Linked DNA regions of Mus musculus: regions 1 and 3 are each linked to region 2. A link is a contact called in public HiChIP or PLAC-seq and promoter capture Hi-C data. All regions are on one chromosome and are shown on one strand. The core of a region is the stretch at or near the end of the contact, and the rest is flanking DNA. Distances in the headings are between cores, read along the strand shown. Region 1 holds the start of Tmem119 (transmembrane protein 119). Region 2 overlaps Ssh1 (slingshot protein phosphatase 1). Region 3 holds the start of 1700069L16Rik (RIKEN cDNA 1700069L16 gene).

Region 1 (4,278 bases), core at 1,765-4,264, 150 kb before region 2:
GGCGGCCTCAAGCTTTCCAGGTATGTGTGGTGAGCCCTTGGCATCCAGGAAGCTGGTACCGGAGTGCCCCACCCCGACCCAAAGGAGCCAAAATGAAGCCATTGGTACAGTGTGCAGGGAGAATCTCTCAACCTCCTGGCCCTTGCAATCAGCTTCGGGTGATTCACAACACCACAAACGTGGGGAGGGGGGAGTCGTTGTGCCGTTCGTTTTTATCTTTAAATTATTACGGCTTAATTTTTTTCCTAATTCTCTCTTGCTTGAATCTGCAGCTGAGGCAGTCAGCTGGCGCCGACCCGATCAAACTGGCTCACACAGCAAAAAAGGCAGTCATTCACTTCAGAACATCAAAGGAGGCTAAATGGGCCAGCGAGGTGGCTCAGTAGGAAAAGGCGCTTGCTGCCAAGCCTGATGCCCTAAGTCCGATCTCCAGGACTCACAGGGTAGAGGAGAATCATCTCCCACGGGTGATGACCTCTGACCTCCAGGCATCCACCCGTGGCCTGTGCAGCCTCCTTATAGAGATGTAAATGTAATAATAATAATAAAAAAAACTTTTCTAAAGTGGTTAAATTACCGAAGGGACCTCTGCTTATGTTTCTCTTTCTCTGCTGAGCGAGCGAGCGAGAGCGAGAGCGAGGGGAGCCTCGTGTGCACTAAGCAAGCGCTCTGTTGCTGAGTCCCGGGCCCCTGCACAGTGATGGGTCCTGATCCCACGGGATTCAGTCCCACAGTGGACACACCCTCATGTTCAAAATGGACAGTGACGTGTTCAAGGACGGACAGGTGATCAGTGACTGGGCTGGGATTTGAATCCTCTCTCAGGTGTGGGCACCCACGTGCTATGACGGTGTGCATGTATGTGCGTGCACATGGAAGCCAGAGGCTAATTTGGGGTACTATCCCCCACCCCCGCCCAGGAGATCTCTCCCTAGGAGTGGAGAATCACAAGTATCTAGGCTGTTCCCTATCCCTGACCTTTCAAGGCTGAGATCTGGGGCACACATGACTAACTATGCCCGGACGATGGGCCTGAACTGGAGTTCGAATTTTTTTTCTTGGCAAGAATTTAACTGACCTAGCATGCTCCCCTTTTTGGGGTGGTGCTGGGAACTGGACTGAGAGCTTTGTGCGTGCTGAACTACACCACAGCCCTGGGTCATCACCCGGGAGACAGAGGCAGGGTTGCACATTCGAAAATCATCCTGAGCTACATATTATGATGTCGTCTAAAAATATGGTTGTGGCTAGTGAGGGCTGTTGCTCCAGAGGGACAGGCCACCGTGACCACAATGCCACAGCACCGGAGAAGTCCTCAGATGCATCAGTTGAAAAGCCACTGGTCTGGCTAGATCTCCCTGGTTCCATCCTGTCTAAATCTGCCAGCTGTCTCCTCTCAATCTCACTTTGCCCATCTGCAAATGGGCAGTGGCAGGATGACTCCACGCTGATACTCAAAGAGCTGTCGGGACTGTGCGAGAGAACATTCTAGAAGTGCCAGCACAGGGTCGGTCCCACAGGAAAGCTAGAACTCAGGAATGGAATGCTGCAGGAGAAGCCAGATTTTTCCCCTCTGCGGATCCACGGCTGTCCTCACTTGTCGTCGTCCCCCCCACCCCCACCCCGCTCCGCATCCCCAGCAAAAGAGCAGAATACACGTGCACACACGTGTGCATGAACACGCACGTGTAGACCGCAATGGGGATCCAAGAAAGCATTGACCTCTCTGTGGCACTTGCAATCAGCCAAAGGGGTGCAGAAGAAGAAGCAGAAACCATTCCTGTCTCTGAAGAACAAGACCCCCTACTCTCAGAACTTCACCCCCCCCCCCAGTCTCTCCTTGCTCCCAGAGAAAGGTAGCAGGTGACTAAACAAGAGGACTCAGGTCTGCATGGAGATGGTCATGGGACCCTTAAATTCTCCAAGCCTCAGTTTCCCCTCTGGGGAACAGAAGAACTGACCTGAACAGGTCTGAAATGATTGCTGATGTGCCAGACGTCCTTTGCCTGCCTGCTCCTATACAAGCACTCAGGATTCGCACCAGAGGGAACTCAGTCAGACTGTAAACAGCCTGCCCAACAGAGAGAGCCCCTGATGGAGAGGTGGCTCAGAACAGCTCGACTATACCCTCCCAAAGGGTTGGGCATGTCAACCCTTTGAGCTCCAGTTTCCACATCTGCGCAATGGGGACAGGTCACAGCAGTGCCTAGCATGTAATAAATGTTAGCAAGTGGATGCACTTGTCCAGTATGCTCTCCCTGCTAGACCCTCTGTCTTAAGAGCTTCTGTTTTAAATTGAGATGTCCATGAATATGCAGATGAGGCGAATCCACCCCGAAGGAAGGACTGGGTACCCAAGGACCTGAGACAGCTAACCCAGAGCCTCTGTTCTACCAGCCCTCACTCAGAAACGGATGGCCAGTGATGGAGAGGCAGGCCACAGAAACCTGGCTTCAATTAGGAGACTGGGGGGGGGGGGGCTGTGGCTGAAACATTGTATGCCTAGCCTATTCCCTCAGGGCCTGCCTGCAAGGACAGGGTCCTGGTCCCTCAAGAAGAGGCTTGGAAGGAGCCTGAGGTCTCAGAGTCTACACATAAGCTCACACACACACACACACACACACACACACACACACAAGTATTCCAAGTGGTGCATCAGACATCCCAAACACAGCCTACCGCAACACACGGGACAATACAAGTTTACACCAGCAGCACACTGGCCCTGGAAACGTCGCCCTGGCACCCTCTCTACATCCCAACTACACGCGTGCCGCCTTCATCCATGCTCACACATCTAATCACATATCTAATCACATGGGTGCTCACGGCCTCAAACACACACACAGATTGCACGCACACTTAGGGATTCTGCGGAGTTCTCCAAGAGTCCCCAGCAGCAGGAGGCAGAGACTTACCAGCTCTGGGTGAAGGACCGGGTGCAGCTGCCAGGTAGGCAAGCCAGGCCCGCTAGACGGTCTGACTGTCTGCCTGCCGTCTGCCGCCAGCTGCTCTGGCTGGTGCCTGCCCGCCTCGGCCTCCAGGCCCTCCCCTTTCCTCCTCCCTGCTGGGCTGGAGGGCCAGCTTGATTTCATTAAGAGGGCTTGGGGTGGGGACAGTGTGGGGCGGGACTATGCCGGGCCACCCACAGTCCCACCCTCTTCACACTCCAAGCTTGCTTCTTCTTGACCTCAGGTCCCCTGGGCAGGCTCAGACAGACTGACAGACAGAGGGGCTTCCAGGAGAACGTTCCCAGAACTCTGAGCTGAGGTCCGTCCCATCCCCCACACTCCCTGAAGGATGAGGTCAGGAAGATCTGGGGCCCCTGGAAGTGGGAAGGAAAAAATCTCCGTGGCGTGGCCCAATCCAGCTGTGACTCAGGATTTCCAAGCTTAGGGTGCAGAGTGGGAGTGGGGGTGTCTCAGGGAAACCTGGGGATGCTGAGATCAGGCACTGCCCGGGCCCTTCCTCCCCTGGCCTCAGTTTCTCCATTCTTAGGGGGTCAGGGTACTCCCTGAGGTACTGACATCCTGAACTCTGAGACCTCACTAAGCCCTAGTAGGGCAGTTTGAGCAGAAGCTATGAGCCCATTCCACAGAAGTGGAGAGGGGGTGGGGAGTTCAAATACCCTGAAGCACCATAGGTAACTGATCCATGGGACCTGGCACTCACTCATTCATTCATCCACTCACTCATTCATCCAGTCATTCACTCACTCATTCATTCATTCACTCACTCATCCACTCATTCATTCATTCACTCATCCACTCACTCATCTACTCACTCATTCATCCACTCACTCATTCACTCACTCATTCATTCATTCACTCACTCATCCTCTCATTCATTCACTCACTCATTCATTCATTCACTCACTCGTCCTCTTATTTATTCACTCACTCACTCATCCACTCATTCATTCATTCACTCACTCATCCACTCACTCATTCATTCACTCACTCATCCACTCACTCACTCATCCACTCATTCATTCATTTACTCATCCACTCACTCATCTACTCACTCACTCATCCACTCATTCATTCACTCACTCATTCACTCATTCATTCATTCACTCACTCATCCTCTCATTCATTCACTCACTCATTCATTCATTCACTCACTCATCCTCTCATTCATTCACTCACTCACTCATCCACTCACTCGTCCTCTCATTCATTCACTCACTCATTCACTCACTCACTCATTCATTCATTCACTCACTCATCCACTCACTCATTAATTCACTCACTCATCCACTCACTCACTCATCCACTC
Region 2 (4,588 bases), core at 1,853-4,352:
GAAGATCGCATTCTCCATCTCTAGGGACCTCATGCAAGCATGGGGACCACACAGTTTTTCCCGAGAGCCCCTAAGTTTGCTCGGAATATACTGCACGTCAGAATTGCCCTTTGATGGGGTAAGGAGATGGGACCTTGCTATATGGCAGGGCCAGCCTTGAACTTCCGAGTCCGGCAATTTCCTAGCTTTAGCTCCCTAAGCAGCCTCGCCCACAATCAGGAGCTCCTTCATCCAACTGCCTCTCTTTGTTTGTTGATCCATTCATCCACCAATAGACTGGTGGGTGTCTTCTGCCTTTGGGCTACTGTGAATAACCCCACCATTGACACAAACAACCTGGGACCCTGTCATTTCTAGTCTTCTGGGTGCACCCTTAACTTAGAAGATGGAACTGGGCTTCTGGGAGACTGCGGGGCTCATTTGTGGTGAATCAGACCAGTGGCCTCTTCAGCCTCGAGTTTGGCATAAAGCAGGTACTTAGGAAATGGAGACACTCAAGCCCACACCACATACCGGGACATGCCTTGGATGAGCAGTTAAGTACTGTCCCTCGCCCAGAGAGACAAGCTTTCTACATGTGCCAACAAAATCAAAACGGATCGCTCCTGGAAACCGCTAATCAGAGCCCAAACAATAGTTGTTTTTTACAAGCCAGCTCCCGGGAGGCTGGCTGCCAGTTGTGGGAGCTCCTGCCAGGCCTGGCCCGCGTCGTCTGCCAGCCTGTGTCTAGGTGCTCTCTCACCTTGCATCCAGGATGCCTTCGTACTCAGACAGCTGCCTCATAAAGCCTGCGTTGGGCCGAGTGATACTACGTTTCTGCTTCACGTAGTTATACGCTTTCTCCAGGGGCCAGCCGAACTCCTTCATGGCGTAGGCAATGACTGTGGACGCAGATCGGCTGACGCCCATCTTGCAATGGACCAGGCACTTGGAATGATTCCTTCTGTGGGGATTGAGAGTAAGGATTAATAGTCCCACCCCCCTGTTACCTCACGGCTCCAACCCTTCTCTGTCTTAGGTCTAACACACCTTCTACAGGAAATATCTTTGCCATGAGATCTACTAGCACACAATGGGAGAACAGATGAATCTGCATGGCCTGGCCCAGCTTTCCAATGCGTGCTGCAGGAAACCCAGAATCTCCTCTGTTGCCACCGGGATAGGTGAGGCTACCTACAGTGGCCTCCTGGGCAGCTCCTGGACAGTTAATGGGAGTTCTACAAAAGCCACTGAGCTTTGACAGCAGATGGAGGCCCTGAATGAGCTATTGTCGGGAACCAGGGCCAGCCAGAGAGACGAAAACGCTGCGCCCTGGGGAGAGAGAGCGAGCCTGGAGGCATGAGAGCAATCTGGCCAAGAGAGATCAGAGCCAGGGGGAAGATGGAGCCGATCTGCCACTTTTAAGAAGGCTGTGCTGGCCCAGGCGCAGCTGATTTACGAGATACACAAGGAACAGTGACCCTCTCCTTGCTGGGAAGGTGAAGGCATGCCAGGCTGGCAGAGGCTGCAGCCGGGAAGCTAGGGTGGGGCCTGGCAAGCTCCTGTTTCCTATACCAGGTTTACAATTCCAGCCCCCGCTCCCCTACCCCCTACTTCGCAGCTCTAAACTCACAGGCAAGGAGTCTGTGCTCTGGAAAAGCAAGAAAAAGTAGGGTTTGGTAAGGATACACCTTGTAGCTTTGACTGGGAGGTTTCTAAGTAAGAAGGTTTTTCTCCACAGCGCGGGAGTGGGAGTTGGGGAAAGGGGGTGGGCAGAGTCTTTGCTTTGAACGCCAATACAACAGCTGCTCCAAAGGAGAGTAAGGAGGGGCCCCAGGGCTGCCCTGTTCTACCCCATGGAACTACCCCAGGAGAGGATACAGCCTGCATTCCTTGGGGGAACTGTCCAAGAGCCCTAAGACCAGCATATACCGGCCCTTTCCTGGAGAGAGCGCCCCATTGGCTTTTGGGTATTGAAGCCTGGCTGGTGTCTGCACTGATGCTGAACACTGGATTCAATGTCACACTCAAGGGCAGGTGGAAGAGAACGTGAGGGCGCCCTATGGAGAGGGCTGATTGCTACTTGCCCACTTTAGTGCCTGGTGTTCTGTAGCTAAAACAAAGGTCCACCAGACAGTCCTACCTCCCCTAAGATCCTGTCTGCCCACTTCCACTGCGAGGTTAGCTTCCTTATCTGGCCCGCCACTCATTCCTGCCGCTGCCGTCCCTCCCAAGGCCGCCTTCCCACACACTTACTTCGCTTTGTTTATGAAATGATAAGCTTCATTCCAGTGGGCAAGAAGGTCTGTGGTCTCCTCATCGTACACGCGGATGTTATGGTACGCAAACAAGCCGGGGAAAAAATTGTCTATTTCTCTAGTGACATTTAAAATGTAGTCAACTCTGAAAAAGAAGCAAAGGGCCCAGAGAGCCAGCCAGAATGAGGAACAGGGAAAACAAAGTAACAAAAACCTGCGGACAGAAAGTCAAAGGATGTGCAGACCACAAGGCATGGCTTTGGGAGAGAGGTTTGTTTGTTTTTTTATTTTTGCTTAGTGGTCATTTTTGCAGGAGTTTTATTCATAGGACAAGAATGTCTTACTCGAAAATAACCCATGTCATATCAAAACCCCCTTACTTATTAATACATTCAAGACCAGCTTGGGTTATAGAGCAAGATACTGTCTTAAAAACCAAACCTCTGCTCTTAAAAGAGTTAAAAGGCAGACTGTGCCTTCTGTAACTCTTGTCCTATTTGAGAGCATCTGCTAACCCAGACTCCACAGCCTCCACCCTTAACCAGTACACTCATTTCCTGAAAACCAAAACAATTTTGGTAACTGGAAAGGGTCTCAAATAGCTTTCACCCTAAGTAACAACATCTCAAGAGAGTTCCCTGAATCATGCATTTATTCCCAGTAAGACGAAAGCGTGAGGTCTGACCGCACGCTGGCCAGGCACTCTGCTGGGGGGGTGGGGGGTGGTGGTGGATACCTCTGACCGGAAGTTCTAAGGATATACTTTTAAGCTCTGTTTAGTCTCAGTTTTCAACTGCAGTTGGTTCAAGAAGGCCAGCTTATCAGACCACAGAACGGTGGTTTTGTGACAGCTTCCTTGAAGGGCTTAGCTCAAAGGTTCACTCCTGCTACTGAGCACTTCTCAGAGACAGGCAAGTTCCTGCCCAGCGATGACTGTTCGGTCACGAGAAGATTCCCACCAAGAACCAAAGGATTACCAGGGGTGGCTCAGTTCTCAGAGTTGCTGACTCGATACAAGGCCAACAGGGGTGTGTGTGTGTGTGTGTGTCCATGCAATGGTTTGTTACAGTAACTCTCCAACAATGGTTTTCGGCAATTCTTCTGGGGAGTGGGGCTGTGGGAAGGAGCTCAGAGCCTGCCTAGGGCCAGGCTGTCCTACATTCCCCGGTGTGACTCAGCTGCTCCAAGACCCCCACAATCACCTAAGACTCCAGGAAGGATCTACAAATCATGGGTTACTGTGTGTAGTACTCTGAAGCACATGAGCCCCTCCAGCCACTGCAGAGACCGGACAGAGGCCATGAGGCGGGCAGGCCAAGGCAGTGGCTACCTACGCTGCCTGGAGAGATGGGGAAGACGGGAGCAGACTTACCCTGAGCCCTGCAGCTCCTCCAGATTGGATGCATTCCACTCGGAGCCCTGGGGGACAGATCATACAAAGCTCTGTGAGTGTTCACACTCCAGTCTCAGAGCTGCTTTCGGCACAGATGGGGGACGTGACAGTGGGGCCTCAGCCTCAGAGCAGAAGGAAGGATGGAAAAGAACCAGGAGAGGGAGAGGAAGGAGTCTAAGCAGGTTCCTGAGGCCCTTGGGCATCACTGAGGGTGACAGAGAGGAAACAGAGCCTTGTTGATCCCCCAACTTCAGAGACGTTTGCGTCATGTCCCCCAGTCTTCTTATTCTGCCATGGGCATAGCCCACTGTGTCGTCCTCACCATTAGATACAGAAGGAACCCTGGGTCCCTTTCCTGGTAGGTATTTGATACTTTAAAAGTTCCCAGAGAAACCCTGTCTCAAAAAATAAATAAATAAAAATAAAAATAAAAAGTTCCCACCCTCTGACGCGGTAATTATGAATTTCAAACAGTGCTCCCAGGAACTAGTAACACAAATGACCACAGATCCCAATGATGGGCACTTCAAAATAAACCATCCCACTACACAGGAGGCAGAGGCAAGAAGATTGCCATGAGTAAAATAATCATCACGGTGGTGCAAGTAGGCGACACTCAAAGAAAAAACCAAGACAAACAAACAAACAAACAAACCAGAGAGACAAAGTCTACTTGGAACAGCACAGGCGCAGCCTCCTCTTTCTACACAGGCATCAGAGAAAGCCAGTGTGGGGCCCACGTTCCAATTCTAGCCCTATAAGAAACTGAACAACAGGGGCTGGAGAGATGGCTCAGTGGGTAAGAGCACTGACTGCTCTTCCGAAGGTCCTGAGTTCAAATCCCAACAACCACATAGCGGCTTACAACCATCTGGTGCCCTCTTCTGGTGCATCTGAAGACAGCTACAGTGTACTTATGTATAATAATAAAAGAAGAAAAAAAAAACTGAACAACAAA
Region 3 (4,659 bases), core at 238-2,737, 230 kb before region 2:
ATGGCCAGCGCTCAGGAGGCAGAGGCAGGTGGATTTCTGAGTTCTCCAGGCCAGCCTGGTCTACAGAGTGAGTTCCAGGACAGCCAGGGCTACACAGAGAAACCCTGTCTCAAAAAAACAGAAAGAGAGAGAGAGAGAAATGACGCTGTGAGAGAGAAATTGACGCTTTTGCCAGGCTCCTATGTTCTGCAAAGAAAGCTAAGTTTGCCTCTATCGCCCGTCCTTGGCGCTCCTGTTCTGGGTTCTACCTGCAAGGCTCTGAGAACCGTGTGTTAGCCTGCATGGCTGCCCCCTTCCTGAGGTTCCCCCAAGGAGAGAGACTTCCCCTGGCTGACCCATCTAACAGGCTTCCAAAGAACCCTTTCTACTGAGCCTGGACCACTCTGCAAATCTAGGAGGAAGGATCCAGTTTTACCTCTTGCCAGTCTGGGGACAGCTGATGCAATCTGTCTCCTGCTGAGATGCTGGGCCCTGGAGCAGGAGAAGGGAAGTTCCACCTGCTGTGGGGCCAGCTGAGCGCCATGTGGCCAGGTCTGTTATAGCCAGCATTGCCAGCAGAAAGCCTTGGCTTCCCTTGTACCCTGGAAAGAGACCCGTTGTGTGAGAGTTGAATAGATAGAATTCATTCTCCAACATCAAACTGTGATAGTCTTTAAAGGGCAACCTCCAGCAACCCTTAGCCTGGGGTTGTTCTCCAGTCGCCTTTAGAGGGATCACCTTGACCTTGCACTCCCCCACACAGCTGAATCCGACGTTTGCCCCTCCCCCACCCTAGCCCGATCCCATCCTCTCTCACAGTGATGAACCAGCCTTGTCTGAGATATCCCGGATTCTTTTCTTTCATCAACACCTGCTCTCACACACCCTGTCTTGAACAGGCAGGTCAGGTTAGGGTGCTCTAACAAACGGTCCCCCAAGTCCCTCACTGATGGACCACCAAGGCTCATACTGCATACATTCAACTCGGACTGCATCTGCTCCGACTCCCCACTGGCACGATTCAGTCACCACCTCCATGGGCAGCGGCTGTAGCCTGTGAGAGAGGGAACGTGTTCTACAGTATCCTTCAGCAAGGGTCTGAGTCCTAACCCAGAACCAGCTGTATGACCTGCCCGGCCTTTGGATGCAGAAAGAAAGTTACTGCAGGGATGGACCTGACAGAGCTCTTACTAGTAGGGAACCGGGGGGGTGGGGGTGGGGGAATCAGGAGCAGAATCGACTTATCCGTGGATTATGGACAAGATATATCCTTTAAGGCACACAATTGCCTACTTCTGGACAGGTCAACAGCTCACCAGCCAGTTAGCGACAAATCCAACCAGGGAGGGTTCCAACTCGGTACTCACAGGAGCCAATTTGCCTGTCAACAGCGCCACCTGCTGGTCGATAAAAGTCATCCGCGGAGGCGCCCACCTGGGAGCTAGCCGAAGAGCAGGGCCCAGCCACTGCTCACCCAAACAACTCCCAGCCTAACCAGGAGGCAGCCTCGGCAATCGACAGTTAGGCCTGAGGACAAACATTCTAAATCGGGCGCCAGAGCACTGCACAGTTTTCTCAGTGGCTCTCCAGAAAACCCTATCTCAAGATGTCGTCATCGATGTGTCGAACAGGTGCCACTCATTAACAGTCATTGAGACTCTTTTAAGGGCTTTTTAAGTTGACTGTGTTGTGTACGGGTAACATTGTACAGACAGAGCAGGCTGTGTTTGTGTATTTAGGAGTATATAATAATTAAAAAGACCATGAACGGGGACTGGTGAGATGGCTCAACGGTTAAGAGCACCGACTGTTCTTCCGAAGGTCCTGAGTTCAAATCCCAGCAACCACATGGTGGCTCACAACCACCCCTAATGAGATCTGATGACCTCTTCTGGTGTGTCTGAAGACAGCTACAGTGAATGTACTTATGTATAATAATAAATAAATCTTTGGGCCTGAGCAAGCAGAGTTGACTGGAACAAGCAGAGGTCCTAAAATTCAATTCCCAACAACCACATGAAGGTTCACAACCATCTGTACAGCTACAGTGTACTCACATACATAAAGTAAATAAATAAATGTTTTTTAAAAAAAGACCATGAACTCAAAAGGAAGAGGTGGGGACATGGGAGCAAATGGAAGGGGAAATGGTATAACTACGTTATGATCTCAAACATATGTTTTAATTCTTTAGAGCTTGTTGCTTTTTTTTTTTTTTTTTTAAGGTAAGGACTTAGGTGGTAGGTGAGGCAGCTCCGTAGACAGAAGCACTTTGCCAGAGGACAAGCTGACGGGGAGCCTCGGGAGAGCTGCCCACCACCTTTGACGCAGGGTTGCTCACTTCCCTTTCATGGCTCGTCACAGCAGTGTGCCACAAACAAGTGTCCTCAGAATGGACACTGAAGGGGAAGAGGGCGTGGGAGTGCACCGGGTTGAATGCTGAGGTCGCAGGTCACCTCAGTCAGGTAGGCAGCCGGGAGCAGAAAGACAGGCCTGGAGGACACAGACAGATTCCTCCAAGACCCGGGAGAACCCAGAAAATGCCATTCGCTTCTTCTCCCCTCCCCACCCCTGCTGTGAGAAAGGAGAGGAAATAGGTATTTTTAAGATATAAGAAGATATAGATGCCGACACGACTTTATATTACGAGAGGAACTGCTGGCCAAGAAGCACCAAATTATTTACAGCATGTTTCCCAGAACTCAAAGAAACACTGAACTTTTTTTTTTAAACAGGCCTGAAACCAAAGCATAATTTATAACAATACATCAAACTTAGCAATACATAAATCCTCTCGCCTTACAAAAAAAACACACCGAGAATTGTTCACTCTCCGTAAGTGACTCAAGGCCAGCCTGAGGACACACGTCACCATGGACGGATCCCCATCACGGGGAAGGAAGCTGCTTCTACCGGAGGTGACTCCCACAGTGGCAGAGGGACCAGTTAACAAGGGAAGCAGAGAAATCCTCATGAAGCGGTCTGTGGAGACCTTCTCAGATCTGCCCGTAGTGCGTGGGACCCCGAAACTAGTCTCCTCTTACTGAACTTCTGTCTCTCTAGATGCCTGATGGTACCAAGGGCAGTGCTAGAAAAAATTAAGGGTAGAAACTATGTCTAGGTTTACACACTGCTGTAACCCAGGTACATAGTAACTGCTCAATAAACATTGGTTGGAAGGAGGAAGGCAGTCTCTGCAGGATACAAATGTAGCAGGTACCGGTTGCCACAATACTGCTGTGTAACAAGTGCTGGGAAAATTCAGTGGCTGAAAACTCTTCTTTCTGTGGCTGCCTCCCTGAGTCTGAAGGCTGGCTGGAATTCTTCTGGCCCCAGCTGGATTCACCCACACAGTTTCCAGTCTTTCTGGTTGGTATCTGGCGACCTCAGTTGGGACAGCCAGTCTTTCTTCCTCCTCTCTCCCTGTGGGTGTCTCTTGCGTCTCCCCTGGAGGGCTGCTCTGGGATGCTCTCCAGATGCCCTAGGCATGTTTCTGTGAGGATAGCATGGGTACCAAAAGAGCAAGGGGAAATACCCGTGTCTCTGTTGACAGGGTGCTGGCAAGCGTCATTGGACAAAACATGCCACGTGTCATGCCAGATCCAGGCAGGGGGTGGTAAAGTACAGGGCATGAATGCGGCCAGCCCACCTCAGAGCAATACCCAACTCCCACACTCACATTCCTAGCCTGTGCTACATCCCTAGCCACCTAACCCAGGGAGGAAAAACAGAAAACAAGAAACCCCAGCCTCTCTTATGGTAAACTAATGGCCAAACACTATTCAGTTAGAGACGAGTTTGTTTAGAGAGCAGACACAAGTCTTTGATGATTTCACAAATGTATACAATGTATGTTGATCAGACCAACCCATCTCCCTGCCTCCTCCAACTCCTCCAGGCTTGCCCTTAACTGGAGGCAAACCTCCCACCACTCCGGTTATAGGTATCTGCTTTCACACCGGACTGATGACTGGAATCTTTAGAGTCCATACGGACATCTCAGAACCATCATCTGGGGGAAAGGCACTGACCCGCCCTCTCCTGTCTTCCAAGGCTCTTCTGAGCTTCAGGACCGCACTCGCAAGCCTTCTGAGAAGGAGGAGTCTCAGGCAGCTTCATCAGAGAAGCGGGATGCAGGGGGTGCCCTCTCTGTGTTGGCTGGTCCTTTTGGCGGAAGCTAGAACGGTGGCTGGCTCCAGCGTGAGCCTGGGCGACTGGATGCTCGCCGCTGATTGGTTTTGAAGCTCAGACTGGCTGTGCAGCTAATGCCTGGCCTTATCTGTCTGCTAGCTTGTCAGTTAAGGAAAGAAACCACCTCCCAGGAACAAGGCCTCATCTGGAAAGAACTGTGAGTCCATCCACGCAGCTAGAAAGTACAACGCCTGCCAGCTTCTCTTTCCTCAGCTGTGTCCGAGTGCCCACTGCCTGGGTGGCTAGGGTTCAGTCTACCATGATGTCCTTTTCTTGGTTCGTCTGATACCATCGTGCTTCCATAGAATTCTCCCATCTTCTAAGATGACAGAGTAGACATGTTTTTCTTCTGTGCCCATAAAATAAGAACCAATGGCTTCCAAGGACTCATGAGCCTTCCGAGTTTGCCAATAATCCAGGGGGTGGGCCATAAAACGAGGACCAATGGCTTCCGAGGACTCACGAGCCTTCCGAGTTTGCCAATAATCC

The links. Promoter capture Hi-C pulls out the DNA fragments that hold promoters and counts their contacts. HiChIP or PLAC-seq counts read pairs in DNA pulled down with a chosen protein or histone mark.
Region 1: a contact with region 2 is called in a promoter capture Hi-C map of hematopoietic stem and progenitor cells, with 2.6 times the contacts expected there. The contact joins the promoter of Tmem119 here to the enhancer-like site in region 2. A contact is called at or near these places in 10 of 39 promoter capture datasets (3T3-L1-derived adipocytes, the HPC-7 cell line, HPC-7-derived erythroid cells and 5 more), 4 of 484 Hi-C or Micro-C datasets (CD8 T cells, brain, cerebral cortex and 1 more), 4 of 115 datasets of contacts at active chromatin or transcription factors (the HPC-7 cell line, bone marrow-derived macrophages, embryonic basal ganglia and 1 more) and 2 of 9 other capture datasets (adipose tissue and liver).
Region 3: an H3K27ac HiChIP or PLAC-seq map of microglia shows a contact between it and region 2, with 5 times the contacts expected there. The contact joins the promoter of 1700069L16Rik here to the enhancer-like site in region 2. A contact is called at or near these places in 4 of 484 Hi-C or Micro-C datasets (B cells, the MNK3 cell line, granulocyte-monocyte progenitors and 1 more), 2 of 115 datasets of contacts at active chromatin or transcription factors (large pre-B cells and microglia) and 3 of 9 other capture datasets (adipose tissue, liver and pancreatic islet).

Annotation. Positions count from the first base shown.
Region 1 is chr5:113,797,382-113,801,659 of GRCm38.p6, forward strand. It overlaps Tmem119 (transmembrane protein 119), which reads right to left and starts at 3,015. Exons shown (of 2, transcript NM_146162.3): 1 at 2,919-3,015. Gm42004 (a long non-coding RNA gene) reads left to right here and starts at 3,185. Exons shown (of 5, transcript XR_878692.2): 1 at 3,185-3,270.
Region 2 is chr5:113,949,644-113,954,231 of GRCm38.p6, forward strand. It overlaps Ssh1 (slingshot protein phosphatase 1), which reads right to left. Exons shown (of 15, transcript NM_198109.5): 11 at 3,610-3,656; 12 at 2,236-2,382; 13 at 743-943. Among named protein-coding and RNA genes, the nearest start is that of Gm52826, 23 kb to the right of the region's middle. Within about 2 kb of position 3,103, at least 79 of the 459 cell types and tissues checked have an H3K27ac peak or open chromatin away from gene starts, as enhancers often do. A contact at or near this core is called in CD8 T cells, the HPC-7 cell line, the MNK3 cell line and 4 more, where this site is marked.
Region 3 is chr5:113,723,285-113,727,943 of GRCm38.p6, forward strand. It overlaps 1700069L16Rik (RIKEN cDNA 1700069L16 gene), which reads right to left and starts at 1,488. Exons shown (of 3, transcript NR_033216.1): 1 at 1,347-1,488; 2 at 416-581.